Regions from separate parts of the Mus musculus genome. Here region 1 is linked to region 2. Evidence: chromatin contacts called from public HiChIP or PLAC-seq data. All regions are on one chromosome and are shown on one strand. Each heading gives the region's core, a stretch centred on a gene start, on an enhancer-like site or on the middle of the called end of the contact. The rest is flanking DNA. Distances are from core to core; before and after follow the strand shown.

What was found. HiChIP or PLAC-seq counts read pairs in DNA pulled down with a chosen protein or histone mark.
Region 1: a contact with region 2 is called in an H3K4me3 HiChIP or PLAC-seq map of intestinal villus epithelium, with 10 read pairs. The contact joins the promoter of Pcsk5 here to the enhancer-like site in region 2. A contact is called at or near these places in 4 of 39 promoter capture datasets (hippocampal neurons, liver, neutrophils and 1 more), 3 of 484 Hi-C or Micro-C datasets (cortical neurons and nephron progenitors) and 1 of 115 datasets of contacts at active chromatin or transcription factors (intestinal villus epithelium).

Annotation. Positions count from the first base shown.
Region 1 is chr19:17,834,879-17,840,176 of GRCm38.p6, forward strand. It overlaps Pcsk5 (proprotein convertase subtilisin/kexin type 5), which reads right to left and starts at 2,754. Exons shown (of 38, transcript NM_001190483.2): 1 at 2,077-2,754. The coding sequence starts at 2,274.
Region 2 is chr19:17,729,154-17,734,716 of GRCm38.p6, forward strand. All of the region lies in intron 3 of Pcsk5 (proprotein convertase subtilisin/kexin type 5), which reads right to left. Among named protein-coding and RNA genes, the nearest start is that of Pcsk5, 110 kb to the right of the region's middle. Within about 2 kb of position 3,723, at least 3 of the 459 cell types and tissues checked have an H3K27ac peak or open chromatin away from gene starts, as enhancers often do. A contact at or near this core is called in intestinal villus epithelium, where this site is marked.

The DNA of each region.
Region 1 (5,298 bases), core at 1,504-4,003, 100 kb after region 2:
TATAGGATACTAACATGTTTACATGTTTAAAATGGATGAGAGAGGAGTTCTCTCTCCCCTCTAACTAGAGGCTGTGGGATTCTGAACTCTAAGCTCTATTCTGAGTCCAGGAGGACAGGAGTCTCTCTACCCTTCAAGTTAGAAGCATCCTAGTATTTCCAAGTCCAGGTCCTTTTAAACTAAATATTAGTGAGCCATGACTGGATATTTGCTTCCAGTGTACTGAGCTACCCAATCATTATTCAGGAGTATGGGAATTTTACTTGTTCCTTCTGCACATTGGGTGGAAGTATTCTCTAATTGGCAAGATGCACAGAAGAGCCAGCCTGAATCACAATCTTAGGTCCCTACTGTGGCTTTGTATGTGGGGATCAGCCTCCTGTCCCAAGCTCCTAATCTCTTGTTTGTCAATGTTGTTTCTGAAATTAAGAAATCAGTGTGATTTTGAGAACTTAGCCTCCCTAATACAACTGGCATAGAAGATGCTTAATGTTGGCTGAATTGAAAATGTCTCGTGAAAGATCAGAGATATGTTCTTTTCCCCTTACCACCACTGAGGGACATTCAGGGCTCAACTGTGAAAAGACCAGAATGGACTCAGGGTATCTTTCACAGAAGAGGTCAATAGAACTCCAAGAGGCAGTTCTCCTGCAGGTGATGGGCACTCTGGCAACAAAATCTGAATTCTTTAGGGGACCAAGGGAAAGAAAGGGTGGGGAATAGAACATAAGCTATGCCTTGCCCTGGTCTCAGTCCTCCACGGAACTGGCTTCTCTGGAATACATCCTCCCTACAGGAGGCAGGGTAAAGAGCAAGACCTTGCCAGCCCTCTTGTCCTCTGAACTCTCACAGCTGCTCCCCAGCTTGTTTCTAGAAGCAGGCACAGCAGCTCTGCTCCTGACCACTTCCCCCCAGTGGACAGAGCGAGGGCTGTCCAACCATCCCGCCATCGTAGGTGTGGAGTTCTAAGGAAACGGTTCTCAGAAACCATCTGTGCCCTCGTGCTTCAGCAGTATTAGTGGGCACCTTCCTGTCCCGCAGCCTTGAAGCACCGTGTGAACGCCCCCAAACGCCCCTAGGGCCCTCCCACCTTGGCTTTACTTTCAATTCTAGTCGCGTCAGAGCCGCGGCAGGGCTCCCTCCCTGGATCAGTTCCAAAGAAGTTGTGAGGTCCTTAGGAGGGGCATTTAACGGAGCCCTCTCCAGTCCAGTTTTTGGTAGGGACATGGGGAAGAGGACATTGAAATCCAGGCCATTTAAGCCAGAATACAAATCGGTGGCGCTGCCAAGGGTCCCATAAAATGTATTGGCATTTCCCTCAGCATGGCAAATCGAACGAAAACCCACCAAAGGCACCTCAGCAAAGCATTCCTGCCACACGCCACAACCGGGTACCCCAGGTTCCACGCCAGTAGAAGATTCCCAAGTTCCCGGAGCAGAACATTTCAGCCGCTTTCAATGTCTCCCAGGTTCCTCCCCACCCAGCTCCGGGGGCCCACATTTGGATCCTGGCCAAGAGAGGCAGCAGCCAGGACCCCCCTAAATCCGTGCTTCCCTCCCAGTGTCCCGCCCCCTTCCTCTCTCCCCACCACCTCCCTTCCAGACGCCGCACTCAAAGCCCTCCAGAGCACAGCAATTCTGTGGCCCAGGAGGTTAATCCAGGCTTTTCTCTCCCAGTTAGAACCAGGGGCGTTCTCACTCCTTGGCCTCCAAAAGTCTCAACCTTCCCTGCCACAGCCACTCGCAGGGCTATTTCCTCAAGCTAAATAGCGCTTCTGGACTTCCCAGGTCCAAAGGTCCAGGCGAGTCTCAACCTGTCCAAGGGCACTCCATATTTTCCACAGACCCTACCTGTCCCTCATTGCTTGTAAAAACAAATTAAACAGAGATCCCAGCAACTTCGGGGCATGTGTGTGACTGTGCAACGAGCGCGTTGGAGAGAGCATCGCCCTAGAGTTCGGGCCACAGCTGCAGAAGCACATCTGGAAAAGGGGGAGGGGTCGAAGCGGAGGGGACAAGAAGCCCCCAAACGACTAGCTTCTGGGTGCAGAGCCTGTGTCACCGGGGGTTGGTTACCTGTCCTACGTTGATGAATCCGTACTTGCTGGCTATGCGATCTGCCTCCGCGAAGCCGCCGGCGATCTTCACTGCCCAGTGGTTGGTGTAGACGCGCGTCCGGCATACCGGGAGCAGACAGCCGGCGAGCAGTGCCAGCACGCACAGCAGGTCCCGCCGTCCCGGGCGGCTGCAGCGGTTCCCCCAGTCCCAGTCCATGGTCCCGACGCTTCGCCGCCTTCGCCCGCCCGCTGGCTCGCGCGCTAAGCAGCGCGCACAACTAACTTCTCCGGCCTGGGCCGGCGGGGCGCGCAGCCGGGAGCGGTCGGTAGGAGGCTGAGAGCCCGGGAGCAGAGCAGAACAGCTAGCCCCTCTCAGGCTCTTAGACCATGCCTGGGGCAGAGGGGACGGGGTGACGGGCTCTGGGCCGGCGGGGCGTTGAGCGATCGCTCCCCGGCTTGCACGGGAGGCGGCGGAGTGGGACTGGAGCCTCCGCCGCGGGCTCTCCCGGCTTTGCTCTTGGACTCTTCGTTTGCCTCTTGCTCCTCTCCGGCCCTGGAGCTCCGTGGAAACGACCGGCCGGAGCGCAAGCAGCGGCCGGGCGCCCCCTCTGCTGAACCCGGCTCCAAGCGCTCGCTCGCTCGCTCGCCCTCTCGCTGCGCTCCCTCCGGCTCCGAGCAGCGCGCCGGGACTGTGAGTGGCGACGGCAGCGGCGCCCGCTCCGCATAAATGACTCCCCCGCCCCCCGGAGCACCCCTCCTTTCCCACATCTCCCTCCTCCTCTACTCCTCCGCCCTCACGAGCGGGGCCTCAGCCAGGAGCCACCCAGGTCCTAGCGCCTCCCTGTTCTCCCTGCTGTAAACTCCAGGGTCGGGCCAGTGAAGTCCTCTCCCCAAAGGGCTGAGAGGAGAGTGCCTCCGGAGTCTTGATTTCTATCCTTTTTATTCCGCCGGGCTGCATTTGAATTAATTTCCCGTTACTCTGGAAAGTCTAAGATTTACAGGATAATGAGAGGGAAGTATGGGCAAAGATTCATTCATCCCGGCGCTAAACGCCCAGGACTGAGCATTTTAAGGTCACTCCTGTCTCAATTTCAAAACAAATATCGAGATTTTCACTTCACTAATTCTTTATGCTTTTCAGTAACTGTTTATTTTGCGCATTCTGCTCCCCGGAGAAGCTGTCACACAGGACAGTTAAGTATCATTCACTCTTACAAAAGCCAAAGCCAAAAGTCTGTCGCCTGTTGACTTGGGAGATCAGCCATTCTGATACTCAGCAGCAACATCACAGGAGGGTGAAATCCCTGCTTAGAGCATGGAAAGATATTTCTATGAATATCTACAGTACTAGAGAACGGATAAGTGTGGGTTCCAAGGGAGCGGCCATTCGGTCATTCGTTTCTGTGTCCTTATCTCCAAGGGCTTCATTTACCTCAGCAAGGAGAGTTTTCCAACTTTCCAAGTATGTCACCAGAGCAGAGGGGGAGAGTAATATAAAAAGGACCACAGAGGAAGTCAGATGAAATGCCACCAAGTCTGCGTTAAAGTACCATGACTTCAGACACAACAGGGAATGGTGTCTGGCCTTCTTCAGACTTCTCTAACCACCTTGTCTTTTGCAGGTGAGGGGCCAAAGAGTAGTTTCTTGTAAAAAGAAAAATTGGTCTTTATGAAATGGTTTGCCTAACCTTAAAAGAAGCAGCTGTCCGAAGCCCTCACATCCTATCCCTCTCCTCTTCCAATCCCTTGTCATTCTTCCTAAAGACTAGTTGACTGTGTCTGAGATTAACCCATCTCAGGATGATTTAACTGTCTGAAGGATATCTGCAAGCTTAAATCTACTAGCACCTTGGAGCATAAATTTTATAGATTTTGCATATTGTATAAATAGATTATATTTTTTTTCTTTCAAACAAATTCAAATAACAATGCCCATACATTACAGATCAAGAGGTAGATGAGAAAAGCAGATACATGCTGCAGAAAGGCATGCATTCTATTGATTTATTTATTTGGCTAGTTTAACACATCTGTTTCAAGGGCCTGGTCTATGATTCCTATCAGATTGTGCTGGACATAGTCGGGGGTGGGGCACAAAATATTGGTGGAATTTAGGCTCAGAATTCTCTAAAGAAAATGCTCATTGTTACTTGGCATTATTTTTGTAAAGAGAGAAACCTAGGCATTTTGCTTGGCTCTAGAGTCCGTATAGTCTGGCTACTGGCCAGTCCCTTTGGACAGACCTCTTACCACCCCTCTCAACCATAGATTCCAGAGTAAGGGGGCAGGGAGGGAGGGAGGGAGGAAGGGGAGAGAGAGGAGGGAGAGGGAGAGGGACAGGGACAGGGACAGGGACAGGGAGATTTGCTAATTGCCAGGGTGACCATCTGCATCCATGCTATTAAAAGTTGCTGAATTCCAGATAGAACAATCAGAGTTAACTGATGATCTAAATCTCAGCACATATGTAAGAGACAGAATTGCATGGATTTGTTCTCGGTTGGGCAAGAGAGCATATCTGAACTTGATCAACAGCAAGAGGATGGTCCCAGTACAAAGTACTTTGAGAGTCAAGCTTGAGACATGGCCTGTAGATTTCTCTCTAGGATTCTGGAAATCTATCAACAGCACACACACACACACACACACACACACACACACACACACACACATGCACTTTGAAAGCCATGTTGCCTCTGGGTTTGAATTGTGGATTAAGTAAAGAGAAATGCCTGAGTCTCCTGGAAGCTAAAACCTTTTCCCCCAGGATAACAAATTGCTCATTACTAATTTTTCTATGATGTATTTATCTTTCTTTTCCACTAACATTCTTGCTTTCTGCAAGTGTCTTCTGTTTGACATACCCAATTATAATGAAGGTATGAGTTGGGGAGAATCACTCAGCCAATTCTCACATCAAGGTTTAGTGTCTTAAAGGGAGGGGTCTTCCCTTTTGATATAAGTGTATTTAAAAGAGAAAACCCAGCTGGTGAGACAGCATTTACCACTAAGCCTGATTAAAAAAAAAATAGAAAGAAGATATCTCTATCTGTCGATAAAGAAACTTCCTCCTGAGTTAAGAGTCTTCATTAGCTCCTTAGCTTCCTTGAATGGAGTCTCCTTTGGCCAAGAATGCAACTTTCAGATAAGGACTCAGGGCTACAGCAAAGGGATGCATGGCTCTGGCACTTTAGGTATGCTAGTTATGACAGTCAGTCTTATCATAAATACTCAGAAGCCA
Region 2 (5,563 bases), core at 2,473-4,972:
ATGCATTCTGGGTCTCCATACCAAGCAGACCAACCAACCAACCAACTTAAAAGAACATTTAGAAATGCAACCAAGCGTCTCGGAGAGTCCCCAGCCTGACCATCATAGAACCCCAGAGCACAAGGCACTCAGCAGCTTCCACTAGGTCACCAGGCATAAATGGACTCCAATCATTCCAGAGAGAAAGATTAATTATGGGTATTGTGCATACTTCATAGTAAATCATAGTAGATTCAAGTCAGAAGCAGGGTGGAAGGGGAGTAGGTAAGCAGTATCTGTACTGACAAAGTGGGAACAGTGCATTTCAAATGAAAGGAAAGAACTGAAAACAGATCATTTGTACCACAGGTAGGAGCCAGAGGACATTTATCTAAAGATGAGAAGGCAAACAGAGATGGCTAAGTGTAGAAAAAACTCCGGGTATGTAAAACTTTTTGTAATAATCACCAGAATATACAAAAGCTTCTGAAAACCAAATAAACAGCCCTAATAGAGCAAGAAAAGCACAACCCAGTAAAAACAAAGCAAATTCAAAAGAAATATGGATGATGCTGTTCAAGCCTCTAGAACCAGAGTTTAGGACAGAATCCCTGCTCCAGCGTCTGGGAATCCTATGCCAAGTATAGAGAAGAGGAAAGAGAAAGAATGGCAGTGATTTGATGATAGTGCAGAGATAAAGGAGCCAATTTGACCCCACATTCTCTGGCAGAGACAAGAGCTTTACATCTAAATGCGGAAGAACCAGACTAAGGTGGAAGAGATGTGCGTAACTAAGCAGCCCTGGGAATGAGGCTGCTACAAGATAGTCCAAAGCAGCGATTATTTCAGGGCGGGAGAGATGGTCGGCTGGTAAGAGCACTTATTGCTCTTGCTCTGAGAGGAGACCTGGGTTTGGTTCCCAGAACCCTCACCAGGTGGCTTGAAATCACCAGTAAGTCTGTTTCCAGGGCACCTGGTGCATGCATGGATGATACGTAGGTAGGTAGGTAGGTAGGTAGGTAGGTAGGTAGGTAGGTAGGTAGGTAGATAGATAGATAGATAGATAGATAGATAGATAGATAGATAGATAGATAGATAGATAGACAGACGAACTGACAGATAGACAGAGCTTTGTAATAGTGACAACTGCTTCAGGAGACAAGCTGGGCCTCAGGAGGTGACTTCTTATTTTCCAGGGTGCAGCCTCAATGATGCTCTGCTATTCCTGGAATTGAATCTAAGGTGACTGCCGAGTGAGGATAATTGGAGATCTTCAGATGCCTTTTGGGTGTCTGAAATAAGATGGTGTGGAAAACTGATAGGAAAATGCCTCAGTTACTTACCTTTGTGTCTTTGGTACGAAGGAGGAATGGGATGAATGAGGTGTTACAATCTCTATCCTCTCTCTGAACAACTGCTATGCCTATAAGAAGATCTCAATATGTGGTCCAAAGTAGAAGCAGACGATAAATGAAGTCAGAGCTGTGAAGCTTCTAGCCCACTCTAGTTTTCTTGTGGGTCAAAGTGAGAGCCAAAACAGTTCCTAAATACGAGTTATGCTACGGTGAGATTATTCCTCAGCAAGTGCATCATATGTTCCAAATACCCTAAGTCAAATGCATTGAATACACAAAGCCTACTGAATAATACGGCTTAACAATACCACACTGTGCAGTAAGTACCAGGTCTTCCTCCTGTGACTGTGCATCTGCCCAGGAGTTGTGTTTCACTTTCTTAGAAGACTGGGAGAAGATCTTCACAAGTAAAGGACCATTTCTACTCCACGCAAACTTTTTGTGTACCACTGTGAAACTTGAATACGCTCTTTGGTTCCCAGCCCCCAGTCAGACACTGTGAGTCAGGCACTGTGAGTCAGGCACTGTCTACTTCTGTAACAGAACAATATGGCAGAGATTAGATTACATTTATTGGTAGTATGTAAAAATGTAAGTGAGTTTAAACTTCTATGCTAAATTAAATATACATTATTAGTACTATCTGAGAGGATATCTATCTATATATATATATATATATACATATACATATACATATACATATACATATACATATACATATATATCTGTAGTCTGTAATCACTTTACTCCCTCTCCTTATTAAGTATTTTTTACAAACTAAGGAACTTTTTCAAAAGGATTGAGATATCAGGGATATTGCTTTTTATTTTTCCTTTGGATTCCTATATTGTTCAAGGTTTAGCATGAGTAGGAATCCCAGATACTCAGGAAGATGAGCCAGAAGTGTTATAATACAAAGTCTAGCAGACTTTAGTAACATCTTAAAACAAACAAACAGAAAAAGAACTAGAGGCAGTGGTAAAGTGCTTACCTAACATGTTAGATTCACTTAGGTTTGATTCTCAGGTATACACCCCACACCCTCCCCCCACATGCACATGCTGAGAGAGAGGAGAGAGAGAGAGAGAGAGAGAGAGAGAGAGAGAGAGAGAGAGAGAGAGAGAGAGAGATTGATTATGATCATTGTCCCAAATCTGATATGTGGACACCTTTCAGGTTGTCACCTATAATCTTTTGATGCATCCTGATCAGCTCTTTCTTTGTTGTTGTTTTTGTTATTTTTGCAGTTTTCTCCAGTTTGCACATAAAGAAAAAAATCTCAGTATTTCCTAATGTAGATTGGGCAAAGCAAAGTCCTGACTTTGGAGATATTGTGTCTATAGAATTAGCCAAAATTCAAAACACAAGCACCAGGAAGGTAAAAAGAAGAAAACACAAGCCAACACAGGTAACAGAAGTCATGTTTCCACCTTCATGCCAAGGAATTTAGCAGTTTCTAACAAATCCTTACTAATTTTTGACCTTTGATTTGACAACCCAACTGCTAGGATCTTATATGAAAGCAGACCTCTAACAACAAAAATGTGATTCTACCATTGAAAAAAGAAGAAGGATTTCCACGAAGTGTTGCAAAGTGAGCTCCATTAATATAGTAAGTGAAAAAAATGTGCTGGGCTGGGTGGAGTGGGGAGGGAGATGGGGAGGGGTGGGGAGGGGTTGGCTTCATGGTTAAGAACATGTCCTTCTTTCCCAGAGGACCTAAGTTTGGTTCTCAGCACTCATGTCAGGGTGTAACATGAGATCACATGCCTTCTTCTGAGTCTGGGAGCACTGCATTCTTGTGTATAAACTCACACACTAACGTATAAGTAATAAAATAATAATGAAAATACCATATATGTATTTTGAGCAATGTTTTAACCTACTTCTGTAAGTAAATTGCTAGATATAGAGAGAAAGAGGAAATTTTTATCAGAACACAAAGTAATTAACCAAATTAATTATATGATCAAGGAAGGAAAAAAAGGAAATTAAACATTTGAACCAGGTTGTCTGAATATACTGCTTCATAGAATGTGTTCTAAAGACAAAAAGATATTTTGAATTTTACTAAGGTAAATTCTATCATTGCACTAAGATAGTACCTCTTCAGTCAAGGTGTACATAAGTTTATTTGTATTATTAACAGCTATGATTTGCATGGCAGGAGGAAGGGGCAAAACCATGAAATTGACAGAAAGAGAAAGAGTGTGTGACACTGGCCTAGAAGTAGGGGTTCCTCTCTGAACAGCAGATAATAAAGTCCACTCATAGCTTCAGCATCAATAGAGCCCAGCAACAGATTGAACACACTGGGTTGGAGGACCACATCTGTACTACACAGGTATAGACTTTGCTCATTTGTGCCATTCACCTCTAAATGGTAAAGCAGGACAACTGTTCACACATAGTTACACATATTGTATAAGAGTTATGAGTGATTCATAAATGGGTGTATCAGTGAGTGGGTGAAGGTCATACACAAATACTTCCCACCCTGTGTTAGTTGGATTTTTTCCAATTTGACATGGATTTTGCCAAGTTGACACAAGCTAGAGTCACCTGAAGAGAGGGGAACTCAGTGTAGAAAATGTCTGTATCAGATTGGCCTGTATGGGCTGATGGATGTGGATGCCCCAGCCCACTGTAGGAGGTACCACTGTAGGCAGGTCATCCTGGAGTATGTAACAAAACAAACTGAGCAAGCCATGGAGAATAAGCCAGTAATCTGTGGTCTCTGCTTTGGATCAGGTGTCCAGGTTCCCACCCAAGTTCCTTGGCTTCTCTCAGTGAGAGACATGATCTCCCAACATTTCTATCATGTATAAACCAAACAAACTCCTTCCTTCCTAAGTCCCTTTGGGTCATGGTGTTTATAGACATCTAAGACACAGACTATTTTATGGAAGAGATTTTAAGATTCTAGGAACTTAGCTCTCTGTGACCTTTGGATGAACGATGAGACTGTTTTCTTATCTCTAATACTGTAATGGGTTTAGAATAAAGTATACCCTTTTCAGTGACGTCTACATTTTTATGTGCTAGTTCTCAACAAAAGCAACTACGTGTTGGAGAAATATCTCTCTCTAGGTCTGAGGCAGAAAGAATATAAAGTGCTGAAAAACCATGATGGGATTTCTCCAGGGTATATAGGAGCCCACTTGAATGGTGACTGAGTCCTTAAACTATGACAATTTGTGAAGCACAAAAAGAGTAATGTCAGAAATGAGTCATTACATTTAAAAAAGAATCTATGAATTCACATGGTATTTAGAAAAGAAGAAATGCAAAGATGGGACCCCAGAATTAGAAATCATCTTGCACATTGACAGAGTGATTCATGACAGGCATCATCATTAAATGAGATACCTTGGCAAAGGTTGGCAGAGAACAGAATATTTGCACATCTTAAAATACCACTTCTCAGATATTTCATTAATTATAAAGCAAACAAGGCCTTTATAGTGAAGAAATCTACCAAGAAGTGAGTATATTTAACATCGCCAAGTTGAGACTTCTGATCACGCCACCTGGCATGAAGAATTAAAGGGATATAATCTATCCTTGGCGGGGTGTGTGCTCCAAATATTTAACTCTTCATCTAGCCTTAAATCATTAACAAACTTCAAAGTAAGATTTATTCCACAAAAACCTGATCAGCACAAGAGCATCAACATTAGGGGGTAGAGGCAAGATGGGTCTGAGCTTCAGGCAAGCTGGAGCCACAAAATGAGACCCTGTATCAAATGAAGAAACCAGCCAAAAACATGCACACAGACCTGAGAGACTGTGTTTTGTGACTCTCAACCCTATTTCTGAAAGGCTCATTGGTATAGAAAGAGTTAAGGAGAGTGACAGCAGATGACCTCAGGCTCTGGATCAAAAGGGATCTTTTGATAATCAACAACAAACCACCAATTCATTAAAAATGGTACTGTGGAAAATTGTGAAGATGGACAGAAAATCTGATAAAACATCAATTTGAACAAATAAGGACTGTAATTTTGATTATTAAAGAATATTTTCTCGATTTTATAATGTCTACTACATACTTTTAGAATCTAGATGGGAAAGAGAAAGACAGAGGAGACAGAGACAGAGAGACAGAGGAAGGAGAAAGGGAAGGAGAAAGAATGAGTGTGTGTGTGTGTGTGTGTGTGTGTGTATCTGTTTTTATGATTGTGTATACATATACAGGTACATACAAAGAAAGAAAAAATATTGGCTTT